Regions from separate parts of the Sus scrofa genome. Here all the other regions are linked to region 1. The links are chromatin contacts, called in public Hi-C and promoter capture Hi-C maps. All regions are on one chromosome and are shown on one strand. The core of a region is the stretch at or near the end of the contact, and the rest is flanking DNA. Distances in the headings are between cores, read along the strand shown.

What was found. Promoter capture Hi-C pulls out the DNA fragments that hold promoters and counts their contacts. Hi-C and Micro-C count contacts between places; a contact is called where the count stands out from the background.
Region 2: a contact with region 1 is called in a Hi-C map of liver, with 2.8 times the contacts expected there. The contact joins two enhancer-like sites. A contact is called at or near these places in 18 of 47 Hi-C or Micro-C datasets (alveolar macrophages, blood, embryonic fibroblasts and 10 more) and 1 of 2 datasets of contacts at active chromatin or transcription factors (alveolar macrophages).
Region 3: a contact with region 1 is called in a promoter capture Hi-C map of liver, with 3 times the contacts expected there. The contact joins the promoter of GSTCD here to the enhancer-like site in region 1. A contact is called at or near these places in 1 of 5 promoter capture datasets (liver), 17 of 47 Hi-C or Micro-C datasets (alveolar macrophages, blood, embryonic fibroblasts and 10 more) and 1 of 2 datasets of contacts at active chromatin or transcription factors (alveolar macrophages).

What each region holds. Positions count from the first base shown.
Region 1 is chr8:116,214,596-116,217,467 of Sscrofa11.1, reverse strand. No RefSeq gene overlaps it. Among named protein-coding and RNA genes, the nearest start is that of ARHGEF38, 17 kb to the right of the region's middle. Within about 2 kb of position 1,412, at least 2 of the 83 cell types and tissues checked have an H3K27ac peak or open chromatin away from gene starts, as enhancers often do. A contact at or near this core is called in liver, where this site is marked.
Region 2 is chr8:116,013,331-116,016,202 of Sscrofa11.1, reverse strand. It overlaps GSTCD (glutathione S-transferase C-terminal domain-containing protein), which reads left to right. Exons shown (of 12, transcript XM_021101711.1): 4 at 1,318-1,569. Among named protein-coding and RNA genes, the nearest start is that of INTS12, 17 kb to the left of the region's middle. Within about 2 kb of position 1,417, at least 1 of the 83 cell types and tissues checked has an H3K27ac peak or open chromatin away from gene starts, as enhancers often do. A contact at or near this core is called in liver, where this site is marked.
Region 3 is chr8:116,030,502-116,033,373 of Sscrofa11.1, reverse strand. It overlaps GSTCD (glutathione S-transferase C-terminal domain-containing protein), which reads left to right and starts at 1,498. Exons shown (of 12, transcript XM_021101711.1): 1 at 1,498-1,744. The coding sequence starts at 1,543. INTS12 (integrator complex subunit 12) reads right to left here and starts at 1,510. Exons shown (of 7, transcript XM_021101712.1): 1 at 1,372-1,510.

The DNA of each region.
Region 1 (2,872 bases), core at 163-2,662:
AGCTAAATACAAGGAATGCCTAATTGTCTCATAAAGGAGAATCATGCCGTTGCATTTTAATCTATTGGAAAAAAAATGAAACTGTTAAACAGATTCAAATACTTCTGCTTGCAACCAAAATTCCGAATATTTTTCTCCCTTCATCTTTGAGTAAACAACTTTTAAAAACATGGCACATGTTTTACATTAAACATGTTCACCTTTGGCTGAACTTTAACACGTAACTTTAAAAGTTCTCTGTGATGCATAATTGAGATTGAATTGTTCTTGGTTTAAGGAGAATTTTTTTTTTTTTGGTACCATACTATTTTGTACCATTGTTTCCCAGCCAGATACAGATTAGTATTTCATCAATCAAGGTGACCTTTGCTCTGTCAATAATGTTGCTTAGAAATAGGCAATTTAACATTTGTTTTCCTTAGTGCAGCTTCTGATTTTCAAAGTGAAGTTCTTTGTGATGATTGTTGTACACCTATAAATGTAATAAAATTCATTAAATAATTAAAAAAAATAAAGTTCTAGCTTTTTGAAAGTTATTCTCTTCTTTCACAGATAAGAAATACGTGATCAGTGAAGATGTGGCTATCTGTTGAAAACCATAGTAACAACTATATTTCTTTGTCATTGACTAGGTGCCAGTGTCACACAGGTGGTGAGGGAAGTATAATTATCAAAAGTTGGAGTTCCTGTCGTGGGGCAGTGGTTAACGAATCCGACTAGGAACCATGAGGTTGCGGGTTCGATCCCTGGCCTTGCTCAGTGGGTTAAGGATCCGGCGTTGCTGTGAGCTGTGGTGTAGGTCGCAGACGCGGCTCGGATCCCCCGTTGCTGTGGCTCTGGCATAGACTGGTGGCTGCAGCTCCGATTAGACCCCTATCCTGGGAACCTCCATATGCCGCAGGAGCGGCCCAAGAAATGGCAAAAAGACAAAAAAAAAAAAAAAAAAAAAAAAAAAGTTGATTAGGCCAAAGTAATTAGAATACAATTTCTTTTAAAAGATGAGTATTCTTTCAATAACATTGTGTGCATGTGGCATAATGATTAGAAACTTATACCTGAGTTTGAATTCTGACTCCATCACTGGCTGTTTATAATGTTGGGAAGTTACTTAAACTCCCTAACCTTAGTATCCCTTTTTGTTAAAGAAGTCCTTGTACTTATCTCAAGAGGTTCTTGTGAGAAGTAAGTCCCAGGATCCATGAGAAGTAGAGGGAGCACGTTGCACATAGAGAGTGCTCAATAAATGTTAGCGGTAATACACTCCACGGCATCTTTGCATTTAATACAGAAAGACACATAAAGCCCTCTGTTTATGTTTTGATTCTCTTTTGCTCAAAATTACATGCTTACAGGATATTTTTTTCTCATTCTTTGGTATGCTGTGTAATAAATAGAAAAGGTAAAATATTAACTTTCTTTGGCAAACGTTAAAAGCTCTTGTGATTTTTTTTTCAAGCGGGTTTCTTTCTTTCTCTTTCTTTTCTTTCTTTCTTTCTTTCTTTCTTTCTTTCTTTCTTTCTTTCTTTCTTTCTTCCTTCCTTCCTTCCTTCCTTCCTTCCTTCCTTCCTTTCCTTCCTTCCTTCCTTCCTTCCTTCCTTCCTTCCTTCCTTCCTTCCTCCCTCCTTTCTTTCTTTCTTTTTTTATCTTTTTATGGCTGCACCCACAGCATATGAAAGTTCCCAGGCTAGGGGTCGAATCCGAGATGCAGCTGCTGTCCTATACCACAGCCACAGCAATGCCAGATTGTAGCCATATCTGTGATCTATGCTGCAGCTCAAGGAAATGCCAGATCCTTAATCCACTGAGCAAGACCAGGGCTCGAACCCACATCCTCATGGTTACTAGTCAGGTTCGTTGGCACTGAGCCACAACGTGAGCTCCCAAGCAGGTGTTCTGAAATCTGGGCTAAACAGATTTAATAGTGTCAAACCATCTTGAATTGCACTTTCTCAGTGTGGGACAGTTCTGAACGTGATCCACAGGTTTCTGAGAGTGTGCTCCTAGGATTCTGCAGTAATTGAACCTGTTCTACCAATTAAAAAAATAGCAAAGTTGAGCCTGTCTTAGAGATCCATTCTACTCTTCTGACTGTTTTAAATATTGGGTGCACCAGAATTTTTACTTGGGGGAAAAAAACTTGCCCTGACCTCCACCCCACATCATAAATAAATAAATTCTATACTCCATTCTAAGAAACTGCAGTTTTGGTGCCAATTTGAAGCCATTATATTCTAGAGGGTCCTGAAGCCACAGTGAAGACATCTGCCTCTCTCTTTTAGCTGGGATGCTGAGACTGACAAAAAGGAGGAGAGATTTGGAAGCTGTTCTTTACTGAAAGAAGTTCTTTTAAAAATTGCCGTGCTTTGATATAATAAGCTAACCGAGATACCAAATTTCAGGAATAAAAAGCTTTGATTTCTATTCTCTCTATCTTGAGCTTTCATAATTATCTTAATACCATCCTTGTTTTTGTCCAGGGCACACATCAAAAGCCTTTTTGGAAAATAATTATTTTCTCTTTGAGTTTATATGTAAGTCTATTTTTTGTCCTTTTGGTGGACAGATATGTGGAGTACGTGTCTTCAAGTCATAAGATGAAGAGAGAGAGAAGCTACCAGTCTGACAACTGTTTTTTTTCTCTATTCTGTTTATAGTTAAAACAGTGCTTTCTTCTACATTATTAAAGGGAAGAAATGAGACCTTGGTAAGACTGTACTCTGGGAAATAAATCAACCCAAAGAAGGGAATTTCTAAAATTAAATCTATATTTTAATATGAAATGAGACTGGGTAACTCAATATTTATATTTAAGAGAAGCCTTTTATTGACAAAAAGAAAGGATGTGATTTGGAATTAATATAAGCAATATATT
Region 2 (2,872 bases), core at 168-2,667, 200 kb after region 1:
GGGCATAAAGGAAAGGTGAGGAAAAGAGAATATTTCTTATTTAATTAATTTGTCATGGCTTAAAGCTCAATTCCCTCAGCACATAATCTATTTCAAAGCAATTAAGTATTTTGATGAGAATTAGAAACTTTCTGGCTCCCAGGGTACCCTTTAGACATTATTTTTCAAACTTTTTTACTTTTACAGTAAATAATTCATTTTACAGTGATTCAGCATACAAATAAATTCATATCACATGTATAAACTATATACTTATAAACACAAAATAACTCACATTATTGCATGCTATATATTCTGATATTTTCTATTTTATTTCATTAAAAAAAAAAACCCTACTGTATTGATTTTAAAACCTCCTGATGGGTAATAAACAGCAGCTTGAAAAATACTAATTCAGGGGATTATTCTTTGAGGGCAATAAATGGTTCCTTGATCATTTGTTCAGAGTATTTTTTTGCAAGGCAATGTTTTAAATGCTTGTATATACAAAAAGAGTTAGATGGAACTCATGTTCTTATAATCGATTCTCATTTAATGTCAAAGTCCAAATAAGGTAAACTATATATACATGTGAATTTTTCATTAATTTTTGGCCTTTCTGGCTCCTGTTTTGACACTGATTATTGCTAGATATATTTGTAGAGATTTTCTTTGTCTTGACCTTTTTACTTTATTTGTTTATAATCATAAGTCATCATTTGTAACATAACTGTTTCTATAGAAACAATATTCAGTGTCTCACAAAGATGCAAGAACATTCCAATTTTTAAAGAAATTGAAGTTTGGTGGTGATGCTAGGGAGAAAGCATCTGACAAAAAAAAAAAACCCAGATAAATATTTACTTCAGGGGTAATAGTTTTAAATGTTTCTAATTTGAATAAATAAAAGCCTTACTTTAAATGCTGCATCATAGTAAAAACAAACTACTGATAAATGCAAGTAGATGGATCAGTATCAAAATCATATTGCTAAGTGAGAAAAGCCACATTTTGTGATTCCATTTATGTAAAATTCTAGAAAAGGTAAAATTATACACATAAAAACCAGATCAGTGATTTCCTGCAGCTGACTGGGAGCAGAGATTAATGGCAAATGGTCACAGGGAACTTTTTGGTGTGACATTGGGTGTCCCAGTACTGGATTACGGTGGTAGTTGCACAACTGTATAAATTTACTAAAACTTGTTCTTTGAACTGTATACAGAAAATGTGTGAATTTTGTGGTTTCGAAAGTTAACTCAAAAAAAAAAAAAAAGTTACCTCAACCAGCTCTCATAAACAAAAAAATATGTAATAATGTGTTCTTTTTCTGCCTAGGTAATTATCTGCAAGAAACTTCCTGAAAAGCTGGTAGAATTTCCACTGCTGGCTGCCTGGTACCGGAGGATTCAGGAAGTGCCAAGAGTTAAAACAGCAGCTTCTCAGTGTGGGATCCAATTTCTCCATTTGCCAGAGTTGCAGACCTCCTCAAATGAATGGCATCCGAACTTAGATGAGGTCCCATGTGTAGAGGAGCAAAATGATTCTTCATTTATAGGAGGACCGAGACCCACTATGACCAAGTTAATGGTACTTAAATTGTTTTCATTAAAATTTTGTTTGAAAGCTTCCATGTAGTAATGTTGCAGCGCATTCTATCCCAATTTGTAATCGTCTATTCACATTTTTGTTATAGATTTTATTTATATCACTCTTGACCAATTAATATATCTATTAGTCTTTGGCATTTAAGTAAAATATAGTAAATTAAAGATCTTAAACATTATGTCTTTGGAGGCAAATAAGTCAGAATATATATTTTTTAAAAGTATTTTTTTCTCAGAGTTCTCTGATGGCTCAGTGGGTTAAGGATCTGGCACTGTCACTGCTGTGGCTCAAGTTGCTGCTGTGGCATGGGTTCGATCTCTGACCCAGGAACTTTCACATGCTTCAGGCACAGCTCTCCCTGCCCCCAAAAGATATTTTTCTCAAAACTTTTTTCCTTAGATTCAAGACACCAAAGTCATATCATAGCTGGTCAACTTTATTGTTTTAACCTGATGTTTTTCTGTTGCAAGGATTTGGTCTGTTTTTAAATTTTGAGGTGGTAATTTGAATTAAACAATATGAAGATGATTATCTCAATTTACTAAGTTTTTGTCTAAATTTAAGTTTTTTTTAATTCTTTGAATTGTTTTTATTTTTTGAGCTTGATGACTTTTTATATAAGAACATATCCGATTTATTTTTCTCTCTTTTCAACATAATTTATTTCTAATAGTACTAATTGTAAAAGTTTTGCCAATAGTCTTGCCTTTCTCTCTCATTCAAAACAATCTGCCCCTCATCACTAATGCTAAGCTTTGTTAGCCTAGTGATGAACCAGTGAAGCAGGATGGTATAGTTGATTGTAGAAGATATCAAGGTAGGTCCAAAATGTGCTGTATCTGATCAGATGGTTATACGGTTTAGCGATCTCTCATTTACCTCTTGAGTGTTTTCATTTTTGTTTTTAATAATTGTCAGGAGAGTAATCTTTGTATTAAAACACTAATTTTTAAAATTTCAACAAATCATTTATCTGTGCTTTTAATTCATACTTATGCAGAGTCTTAGAAAAAAGATTGGTAATTCAGATTTTTCTGCTTCTGCTTTTCCAACAATAAAATGACTTTAGGAAAGATATTTGCATTTGATACATTTAACAATATCTATAAACACACACACAGAGAGAACTGAAATTTAAATTCAGAAAAAAGTTACACTGTTCTAAAAGTAAACCCTTTTGTAATAATATAAAAAAATATGAAGGGAGTTCCCGTTGTGGCGCAGTAGTTAACGAATCCGACTAGGAACCATGAGGTTGCGGGTTCAGATCCCTGCCCTCACTCAG
Region 3 (2,872 bases), core at 249-2,748, 180 kb after region 1:
TGGAACTTTCTACCTTGAACCACAGTCTTTTTTTTTCTGTTTTCTTTTTTTTGCACATTTGTTATATTCTCTATAAATCTCTGACTACTTTAAGGGGAAAGGCTATCTTTTTACCATCACGTTTGTATTTTGTAAAGTACCAAAAAATAATGGCCAAAGAATTATTAGAGATCAAAGGATAATAGTTTTTTTCCTTCTACACAATTCTAATCATTTCCAAAGTCCCTCTGCAATAAGCAACAAAAAAGAAACTCAAAGCTATTACCACCCTCCAGACTCCTCCCACCCCCAATCCCACCTCAAGCCCTCAAATATCAAAAAAGCAAAAACAATACAAAGCAGAAAACACCTTTTTCATGACATGGGATTTGTACAATGTTCCTATCTGCATTACTCTCTACCCAATCCTCCATGTGATTTAAATTCATTAACCCCACTAGACTGTAAACTCCATGCAAGAAGGGAATTCTTTTATTCAGAACTGTTACATACCTAGTGCTTGGAATTTAACATATTCTCAAAAATATTTGTTGAGTGAATGCACTAGGGTTTTTTTAAATGTCACTTTCTAGGGCTTCTGTGATTTCTCCAACCTAAATTGGGTATTCATATATAAATATATGCTTTCCTCTAGATCCCATTATCTATCTTACAAGCTAACATTAAAAGAAGTCCAAAGTTGGAGTTTCACGTGCACGAGATGAAGGAAGCTGAACCTATTCAGGCAGAGTGCAATATTGGGGTTGCCACCTCAATAACGGCTCTAGAAAGCTTTGCCCTTTGCAAACTCATGCAACTCATCCTAATAAATACCCTTTTAAAGATACTGCCCTTTTTATTCCTCCTGGATCTTGGCCCTGGATTACACTGATGACCTTAGGCACACATCCGGAAACGACAACAGGCGGAAAGAACCTAATTCCAAACCAACCAACCGACAGAAAATCTGAAAAACGACACTCAGAAAAGGAATATCAATCTTCTGATCAAAGGCAAGACCCACCGAAGGCCTAACATCGGGAAGGGTCTTGACAAGTGAGCCCAATGAAGATGAGAGGAGGCAGAGGGAGCTGCACAGAGAAGTCGCCAAAACCTTCCGAGGAAGGTCCGAGACAGGGTTCCAAGGTCCCAATCCCTGGGGCTGTAACCTCGGTCCGCTGACCCCAGCCTGCAAAACCTTCGGGGGAAGCACGACCCCAACTGTAAGGGGAGAATGGTCAGACTGGGCATTCGACCGCCTGCAAATTATGAGTTTCCTCACAAGAGGCGAGGAAACTAAGACCGCACAGTACTACCGTCCCACTTCACCCCTCGCGGAGGTCTCAAGCCTCCCAGAGGCGGCTGGGAACCGAGGGGCTCGTCGCAACTCACCGCTCCGCCCCGCTGCTCCGTCCGTTCCCGGTGGCCTGACGAACAGGTCCCAGCACTAGCCCGCCGGGAGAGCGGAAAAACAAAAGTTCCCGCAGCAGGGTCGACTGGGGAACGTTTTCACTGTGCGACGGGAGGAAGTGACGTAACCACCTTCTTCCGGTGCGCCGGATTATGAATGACGGCAGGTGCTGCTGTTTCCCCGGCGCTGCTTCTGTTGTTTTTTTCCCTGCCGCGTGGAGCTGCGAGCGGTCTGCAGGCGAAGACTTCCTAAAGCGACCTCGGGAAACCCGGCTCGGGCGGGGCGGGAATGCGCTGGCGGCCAGTGTTGACACGTTCACGCACCCTCCCTGCCTGGCCGCGCCTCTGCGACCAGGTAAGGAGGGCGCTCGCGCCGCCGGCTCCTCAGTCCTCAAGACCCTGCAAAGACTCCTCTTTCATCCAGGGACCGGCAGGGTTGACGATGCGAAGAAGGGCGGGAAGAGTGGAGGGGTCCGGGCCCCTTCGCAATTTTTCCAGGGCCAGTCCCCATGGCTTCATTTACTGAAGGGGAAAGGAGCAGCTTCCAGTTGCAGCAGTCTGTTCGGTCGTTCGCCATTTGCTGCTAAGTGTAGTTAAGACCTCTTGGGTCACTCTTTTAACTTTTATCTTTTTTTCTACTGAGTTTTCTATTCCAGCCCTTCCTCATTGGAGAAAGCAGTAGTATGTGAATACTACCTAACAGTTGCTCCAAAGAACCCCCTACATTTTGGGCGATTTGTTTCTGCACTACCATCAAAGTAGCGTTTCACTTTGGTTTAAACTCCTATAGAAAGTTTGGGTTTAACTTGCATGAAAATTGCTTTTACTTCAGAAACGTTTACTAATACACGTACTTCCCACACCAATTCTACTTGGTTTGGGATTAGGTGACTGTTTGTTTGTTTCGGCTTTTTAGGGACACACCCTTGGCATATGGTAATTCCCAGACTAGGGGTCCAATGGAAGCTACAGCTGCCGACCTACACCACAGCCCTAGCAATGGGATCCTTAACCCACTGAGGCCAGGGATCAGACTAGTGTCCTCATGCACACTAGTCGGATTCGTTACTGCTGAGCCACATCGGGAACTCCTTTTCCCCTTATTCCCCCCCTTTTTTTTTTTTTTTTTTTTTTTTTTTTGCTTTTTAGGGCCACAGTCTAGGCATATGGAAGTTCCTAGGCTAGGGGTGGAATCTGAGCTATAGCCACCAGCCTAATCCACAACAACTCAGGATCCGAGCAAAGTCTGTGACCTACACCACCACTCAGGGCAAGGTGGGATCTGCGACCCACTGATTGAATCCATATCCTATGGATACTAGTCAGATTCATTTACACTGCGCGGCAATGGGAACTCCGCCGATACTCTTAAGGTCATGATCTCTTAATGCCGGGAGCCCATTCCTTGTCATAAGTTCTTGCCAACATTTAATAATAGATCTTGTGCTAAATTATTTAAGAAAGGTAGAGTATGTTTACATTT